Regions from separate parts of the Oryctolagus cuniculus genome. Here region 2 is linked to region 1. Evidence: chromatin contacts called from public Hi-C data. All regions are on one chromosome and are shown on one strand. Each heading gives the region's core, a stretch centred on a gene start, on an enhancer-like site or on the middle of the called end of the contact. The rest is flanking DNA. Distances are from core to core; before and after follow the strand shown.

Evidence for each region. Hi-C and Micro-C count contacts between places; a contact is called where the count stands out from the background.
Region 2: a Hi-C map of embryonic fibroblasts shows a contact between it and region 1, with 2.9 times the contacts expected there. The contact joins two enhancer-like sites. A contact is called at or near these places in 2 of 6 Hi-C or Micro-C datasets (embryonic fibroblasts and psoas muscle).

What each region holds. Positions count from the first base shown.
Region 1 is chr9:72,951,733-72,955,804 of mOryCun1.1, forward strand. No RefSeq gene overlaps it. Among named protein-coding and RNA genes, the nearest start is that of FOXO1, 110 kb to the left of the region's middle. Within about 2 kb of position 2,144, at least 1 of the 8 cell types and tissues checked has an H3K27ac peak or open chromatin away from gene starts, as enhancers often do.
Region 2 is chr9:73,132,627-73,136,698 of mOryCun1.1, forward strand. No RefSeq gene overlaps it. Among named protein-coding and RNA genes, the nearest start is that of FOXO1, 300 kb to the left of the region's middle. Within about 2 kb of position 2,160, at least 2 of the 8 cell types and tissues checked have an H3K27ac peak or open chromatin away from gene starts, as enhancers often do.

The DNA of each region.
Region 1 (4,072 bases), core at 894-3,393:
GGAGTGTTGGTCTGGTGTGCAAGTAGCTTAAAGTATGATATATGCCATATGCTATGATCTGAATGTTCGTGTTCCCCCTACACGCACACCCAAAAATTCAGATGTGGAAATCATAACTCCGATGGTGATGGTATTTGGAGGCAAGGCCTTGGGAGTGGGGTGGTGATTGGGGCATGAGAGTGTAGCTGTCACAAATGGGATGAGTGTCCATAGACAGAGCCCAGGAAGAGCTAGCCTGCCCCTGCAGCCATGTACAGGCACAGTTAGAAGGCGCCATCTATGAACTAGGAAGTTAGCCTACACCAGACACCAGTCTGCCTGCACCTTCACCTTGGACTTGCCAGTCTCCAGAAGTGGAAGAAATACATTTATGTTCTTCATAAATAACCCGCCTGTGTGGTGCTCCCCAGCCTGCCTTTGCATTTTTATCTCCTCCGCACCTAATACACCAGTCACACTCAGCCATTCTTTTTCACGCTTCCAGCCATTGCATGGCTGCAAGTTCTGTTTATCTGGAGTGCTGCACAGCTCTCTTTGTCAGTCAAGGTCCACCCTTCTACCCTTCAAAGCCAACCGACTGCTACAGCAGAGTTAACACAGGTGAACTATATGAGTGCAGGACGCCTTTTCCAAATACACACATGTGGCTGTTGTTGAGCTCTGGCTAGATAATAATGATTCTTAATAATTCAAGATGACCCTGCAGGCATCTAATGAGATCAGAGCCAGGTCTGACTGCCTTTGGGTCCTTACCAGGCTCCCGGTGAGCCTAAAGCAACTGGCCAGTGCATTTGGCTACCGGACACGGCCAAAGGCATTCCTCTTTGGCAAACCCGTCTATATCTGCCAACATTCCAGTGAATTAAAGGCAGACCAAGAAGCCCAAAGTATTTTGACAAGTCTGGAGCTGCTATTCACCGTCTTCAACCAGGGAAAGTACAAAGGCAGGAGAGGAGTGAATGACCCGTGATGGAATGTCTGACGGGGCTCATTGGACAGAGGTGACTGGCAGCAAGGCCCTTTTCTGTGCTACTTTCTTGTGGGTCTGGGATGGAGCCAGCTTTTGGCTTAGCCCCCACCTCCAAAATTGCCGTCAGCAGGACCGGCATGCTGGAGGAGGGTTGCAGGTCATAGGAATGGCTGGGTTGTGTTAATCCTGGAACTGTTAAATGCTCTGCGTTTAAAATAAAAGCATCTGGCCACCTTCAATTAAATGGTTTGTCTTTACACCTCCTCACCTGAGAAGGACAGAAGCACTGCCCCTTGGAGTTTTTGTTTTAGTACTGTTTGTTGGGGGATGTCCCCACTTCTCCCCAACAAAAGGGGGTTGGATAAAATAGGGGCTTTCACATTCTGATTTTTAAAAAAATATTTCAGGGGGCCATCGCTGTGGTGTAGCAGATAAAGCCACTGCCTATGGTGCCAGCATCCCATGTGGACGCTGGTTCGATTCCCGGCTATTCCACTTCAGATCCAGCTCCCTGCTAGTGTGCCTGGAAAAGCAACAGAAGACCACGCAAATGCTTGGGACCCCTGCACCCACATGGGAGATCCGAAAGAAGCTCCTGGCTTCGGATTGGCTCAGCTCCAGCCATTACGGCCATTCTGGGAGTGAACCAGTAGATGAAAGACTGCTCTGATTCTTTGTCTCTGTCTCTATTTCTCTTTGCCTCTGCCTTTCAAGTAAACAAATCAATATTTTTTTTAAAATTTCAAAACATTTAAAATAATCAACTTTTGGAATATTTTGAAAGAAAGTGTCCTTCAGAAGACAGAAGTTTTTTCTATCTCATTCACCACACCTTCCCAAACACCTGCGAAACAGTTTATAAAAAAGAAAAAGGAGATACTTCTGAAGTCAGGCAATGTAGTTTTGAAGTAATTGTGAAGTTGTGATAAAACATATACCTGAACAGGAAAATTTCACTTATTCTTTAAAAAGAAGAAACATTTATTGGAAAGACAGACATGAGAGACTGTTCACCTGCTTGGTTCACTTCCCACATACCAGCAACAGACAGGGCTGGTCCATGGCAAAGCTAGGAGCCTGGAACTCAACCTGAGTCTCACGTGGGTGGCAGGGACCCAAGTACATGAGCCTGCCTCACAAGGTGTGCATTAGCAAGATGCTGGAATTGGAAGTGGAATTGTGACTTGGATCCAGGCACTCTGATGTGGGATCCAGCCTCCCAGGCATCGTTTTAACTGTTGTGCCAAATGCCTGCCCCTCATTTATCCTTTTGAACACACTGCCTGAGACCTCAGAAGTTCTTAGGGCCCTATTTGTATTGTAAATCAACATTTAAGCTTCCATTTTCCTTCGTGATTCCTTCTTCTGTGTCTCAAATAATTGATATTCCATTAAAAGCATGGATATAATTTTCAAAACCTTGGACTGGGCAGGCTGGAAGCATTTAACAGCTGTATGGAGTCTCATGTAACCATCATGTGCCTTTTTTTGGAAACAACAATCTGAGCAATTGTCCTTGTCTTTTGTAAGAAAATCACATGATTAAAAAATAGATGACTAGCAATAACTGTTGTCACTTGGTTACTGGCAGGAGTAAGGAGAGGGAGGAAGACATAAGACAAATGCTTTCTTGGACTCCTCAGCTGCACCAATCTGCAAACCTTCCTGGAGTCAATAATTTCCTTTGTCATTTCTGGGTAACTATAAAAAGGCTTCGGAATGTTTCCAGGCCTGGGTATTCTGTTGTGTAAGACTTTTGGAGTCTGTTACCTTCTTCACTCAAAGGGTTGGCTCAAAACCCAGCCATTTGCTCCATGCTAGATCTGACTCTTGGGGAAACTGATAGGAAGCAAATGAATGAAAATTTAGCATCTGTTTTGGACAATAACGTCCCCTCTGGGATTAGAATCTCTTAATGTATTCGACAGCAAAAAAAGTCTGAGTCAGCTTTGGCTCCCAAAGGTGCTGTTTTGACCATCATTGGTGAAGTGTTGTAATGAACAATCTGCCTCCAATGTCCAGTCCGGGGAGGGGCTGCCCGTGTGCCCCTGGAGCGAGAACTGCTCATGTGGGCAGTAGGGAGGCTCCTGTCACCTGGTAGACTCCAGAGGATGAGGGCCCCAGTGCACAATGTTTGGAAGAGCGAAACCGGGCACTAGTCAGCACAGAGAAGGTGCTGGAATTGGGAGTTTCTCTGCTCGAGGAGCTGATACTGTCTTCTAGGGCAGTTCTTTTTTTTTTTTTTTTTTTTTTTTTTTTTTTTTTTTTTTTTTTGACAGGCAGAGTGGACAGTGAGAGAGAGACAGAGAGAAAGGTCTTCCTTTTGCCGTTGGTTCACCCTCCAATGGCCGCCGCGGCCGGTGTGCTGCGGCCAGCGCATTGCGCTGATCCGAAGCCAGGAGCCAGGTGCTTTTCCTGGTCTCCCATGCGGGTGCAGGGCCCAAGGACTTGGCCCATCCTCCACTGCACTCCCGGGCCACAGCAGAGAGCTGGCCAGGGCAGTTCTAAAGCCTTGGTAAAGCAATAACTGTAATTACGAAAAGTGGATGGCTTATTCGGAAGGGCCTTGATTCAAAAGGTTTTATGATTTTAATAGCATTCTGCATTTGTAATACCTTCAGTCAAAGGATAGCAGACACTTGTGCCAGGGCTAAGTCCTCAGCCTCCTTCTGAATTACAGAGTAGAGCAAACCCAGGCATTCTGGCCTGCAGACCAGTAGAATCCATGCTCTTTGGAGGGGCATGGAATTCCTGGGGACTCTGGAGGGGCCTGTGGCTATGAGCGGGCTTCAGGAGTGACATAGGGCATTTCCCCAGGTGTGAGCTGCTAGCTGTGGACCTCGGAATGACACTACTTAGGAAGAATTGAAAAATGCAAATTCCAAGGTCCCCTTCCCCAGACCTGGGAATCAGAATCTTAGATTGCAGGGGATGGGAGCAGGGTGTGGAGAGACGTATATTTTAAATATTGCAAATGATTTTTATAAACACCAAGGTTTGAGAACATCCTCTAGTCTACCAGAATGCCTCAACATTTGCTGCTGTTCATTCCCCACAGTTAAGTGGATCCACCAAGCACCTGCAGCGTAGTGGACCCTTAGC
Region 2 (4,072 bases), core at 910-3,409, 180 kb after region 1:
CTCATTTTCCCAGGACTCCATGTGGGTTTTTTGATTAGAAGCAAGCAGCCCTGAAGTCTGGGGCTGTCTGGCCATCTTGGAGAGCAGTGGCTGGGCCAGGGGTGAGCTGCATCATGGGAGGCTGGGATTGGGCGCACCTGTCCTGCCACAGCAGCTTCCATATCCCCGATGGCCACATCCAACCTCAGTTGAATGAACTTCCTTTAGCCACCCTGAAGTTTGCCCTCAATTGCTGTTTTTGTTTTTAAAGGGATTTATTTATTTATTTTGAAAATCAGAGTTAGAGAGAGAGAGAGATCTTCCATCAGCTGGCTCACTTCTCGAATGACCACACAGGCCAGCACTGGGCTAGGCCAAAGTCAAGAGCCAGGAACTTCACCTGGGTTTCCCACTTGGCTGGCCAGGACCCAAGCACCTGAGCCATCTTCCACTGCTTTTCCCAGGTGCAAGGGGCTGGATTGAAAATGGAGAAGCTGGGACACCAACTGGCACCCAGTGAACACACGAGAGAAATTGGAAGAGCTTGTGAGTTAATACAGACAAAACTTCAGCTAACAGAAATCCAGACTGGCAGGAACCTGGGGGCTGTGAGAGTCCCCAAACACTCGCTGGCAGAGTCCTCACTGAGGGTCTTTCTAGAATAGGCATTGGAATTGGGAGAAGGGACTTCAGGAGAGAAAAGTGCCTGGAATGTGATACAGCACTGTGGCGTGTTGCTGAGGCACCAGGAGAGAAACAGGAAGTGGGCCTTTGACCCCTGCACACACAGGGTGGCCCGTGACAAGGGAGGCCACCGTCCCTCTGCTGGCCAGAATGGGAATGAGGCCCAGAGGTAGGGCAGAGGCGGGACAGGGGTTAGGACACTGAGGCGCCATTGAGAAGTGGATTATTAACAGGGATCCTGAGCATTGCGGGGGAGTTGGGGATGAGTTTTGATTTTTTGGGAATTGAGAAAGAGGCACAGGACAGAGAGCTTGAAGGGTCACCTGTATGGCAGAAGGGCTGCTGGGGTCTTGGTGAAGCAAACCCACTGGGTCCAGATCTAATCCTCCTGCAGGATGATTAGAAAATGTGTCTGGAGGAGACTCTGCCTTGAGCCAGCACCTGACGCTTTCTGTGTGTTTCCCCCTTATTCTCATTTTGTCAGCTGAGCACATGCTTGCCAGCCAACCCAAGGCTGGCTCCTCCACCTCCATGTGGTGTTCTCTCTTGTTCAGCTGCAGGCCATTGTGTGCATAGGTCCCACGACTGGGATTATGGGTATCCTACCATCCCTTTGCTTTTCTTGTCTTCCTTTCCCACCCCCACCTCCCCTTTAATAGTATCAGGACTGGGGCCATTTGCAGTGAGGTTGAGCCACTGCATATCAGTTTTAGGCAAAGTTTTCAGGCTGGCCATTCTGGTACATCTGGGGAAAAGCTAAGGATGAGACCCCTCATTAGACTTATTTGAACAGTTCCTTTAATGTCTTACCTTCTCCTTGGCTGTATGTTCTGTGAGGACCTCCTGAGTGTGAATGCTGCGTAAGCTGTGGTCCTGGGCTCTTCGACCTATGAAGGCGTGAGCAGCCCCAACGGCTCCATTCTTTTTTCTCTCTGCAGCTGGGTGTCCAGAAAGCATTTAGGGAGCTTAACACTGTGTTGTAGACAATAAGGCACCTTTCTGAATAACAATATTTAACCATAGCAGAATGTGATAAGTACACTAAAAGGTGTTTAGATCAAAATGCTTTGGGAGTTCAAAGGAGGAGAGATTTACTGTGCATTTGCAATTGTATTCAAGTACAAGTTGTACTAGGAGAAGATAAATAACCTATTCACTTCATAGTACTATAATAAATAAAATATTATTGACATGCCTGGCAAGACTGCTAATACCATTTGGGCATTGCGAAAAATTCTGATGTATAAATAACCATGTGTTCATAGAACTGCAGGGTCTAGAATGTTAGCCCTGCAAGTGAGTTTGGAAGACATCCAGTTCAACCTCCTCATTTTGCAAATTTATAAGCACATGTCCAGATAGGTTAAGTTCATTGCTCAATATCACAGAGTTCGTTTCTGGCCAAGGCAGGAACAGAGGCCAGGAAGCCTTACTCACTATCCCTGATGCCCAGATCTACTAGGTTGTGACATCAGCACTGTCTTGTGTCTGCTAAACAACACACCCAATAAATACTCACCCCATTTTGAAGATTTATATGACTGTCCCAGCTTTCTCACCAGCATGCCCTCATGATGTCTCTGGAACATTTCTCTGCCCTCTTAGAGTAGGACAAGTGTGTGGCAGTTCTTTTCTGAGAACTAAGATGAAGTGCTGGAGTATGTGTTGCTTTGTAACTAACCATTAAAAGAAAGTGTTGATGTAGGATCTGAAAAAGTTGATCTTATAGCAGTTTAGAGCAGTGGTTACCAAAGGCTGGGAGGCAGGGGACTGGAGAGAGATTGGTTAAGGGGTACAATGTTAGATACCAACTCAGTGCTCGTGTTCTGTTGCACAGTAGGGGGACTGTGGTTAATAGTAATGTACCATGTATTTCAAAACTTATCTAGAAGAGAGGACTTTGAATGTTCTTATCACAAGGAAATAAATATTTAAGGGATGGGTCCTAATTTGATCACTATGCAATGAAAGCATGTATTGAAACATCATGTTGTACCCCATAAACCTGTTCAATTATTATGTATAAATCAAAAATAATATAAAACCCACATAATAATAAAAAAGAAAATGTTGAGAAGTTGAACTTCTGCTCAGCCTCACTGTCCTGGCAGGTGCCTAGCCCATGACCCACCTTCTCAGAGACTTCTTCCCTGGCTCCCTGGTCCTGTATGTCCACCCAGCACAGGGCTCAAGAAGAAAAGCTCCACCCATTGGATTTAATCTCTTTCTATCTATTTCCTCTGGTTTGTTGGCCTGTCTATCCATCCACTAGCCCCTGTACGTTGGTCAGTTTCTTTGCTTCCGACTTTCTTCCTGCCCATTGTTCCTTCTCTGTCCCTCCCTCTCTTAAGGATTGCATAACTTCTCTCTCATCACATTTTTACTTCTCCTCTAGCTTGATTTCCAGTTTCACTTCCTTCATGCCCAATGTGTGCCATGGCCCCCGCATCCTAACTTCCTTTTGAATCTGTCTCTAAGCTTCCAGCTTGGTCTTACCCTGTACCCCAATTCATATCTCCCCATGACATCCAATAAACTCCATCCCTCTCCTCTCCCCTGACTCGCCAATGGCCATGTCCCTTGGACTGAATGCCCCACCCAGATCAGATGATTTGCACAAGAAATGGCTGTCTGTGAGTGACTTCAAAATGGTGTACATGGGCTCACACCCTCTGGTGCCCACCCATTCTGACCTTTCTTCCATGGAACCAGCAGTGAGCCCACCCTCTTTTGGCCCCTGGCTCTGTTGGTTGTGGAGCTCATGAAGCAGTTCTGCAACTGGGACTTGGGCTGCATGGAGGTCACCACTTTTGGACACCAGCATGGAAGCTTCAGTGGTAGAGGAAAACTATCCTGGCCTCTTTAAAAGAATATTTATTTATTCATTTATTGAAAGGCAGAGTGACAGGGGAGAGACAGAGAGAAATAACTCTTCCATCCACTGGTTCACTCCCTAAATGGCTATAATGGCCAGGGCTGGGCCAGGCAGAAGCCAGGAGCCAGGAACTCCATCTGGGTTTCCGGTGTGGGTGGCAGGGATCCAGGGACTTAGGCCACCTGCTGCTGCTTTCCCAGGAACATTGGTAGGAGGCTGCTTTGGAAGCACAGCAGCTTGGACTAGAACTACACTCTGATACTGCAGGATACCTGCTTCACGAGCAGTGGTTTAATCCAAAGCACCACAACGCCAACCTCTTCTCCGGCATTCTAATGAGACTTAGCACACTGTCTTACCTAGAGATGGCTCAATAAGAGAAAGGTTCAGAAATAGTTTCAAATGAACTGATCTGACAAATGTTCAGGGCTCCTTTGAGAGAGAAAATCTACTTGTGGGAATAGGGCATGAATACCTGAAATGGGTATCTAGGTAAAATTATAGAATAATGAATAGAATCTTTGTGCCAGGTGC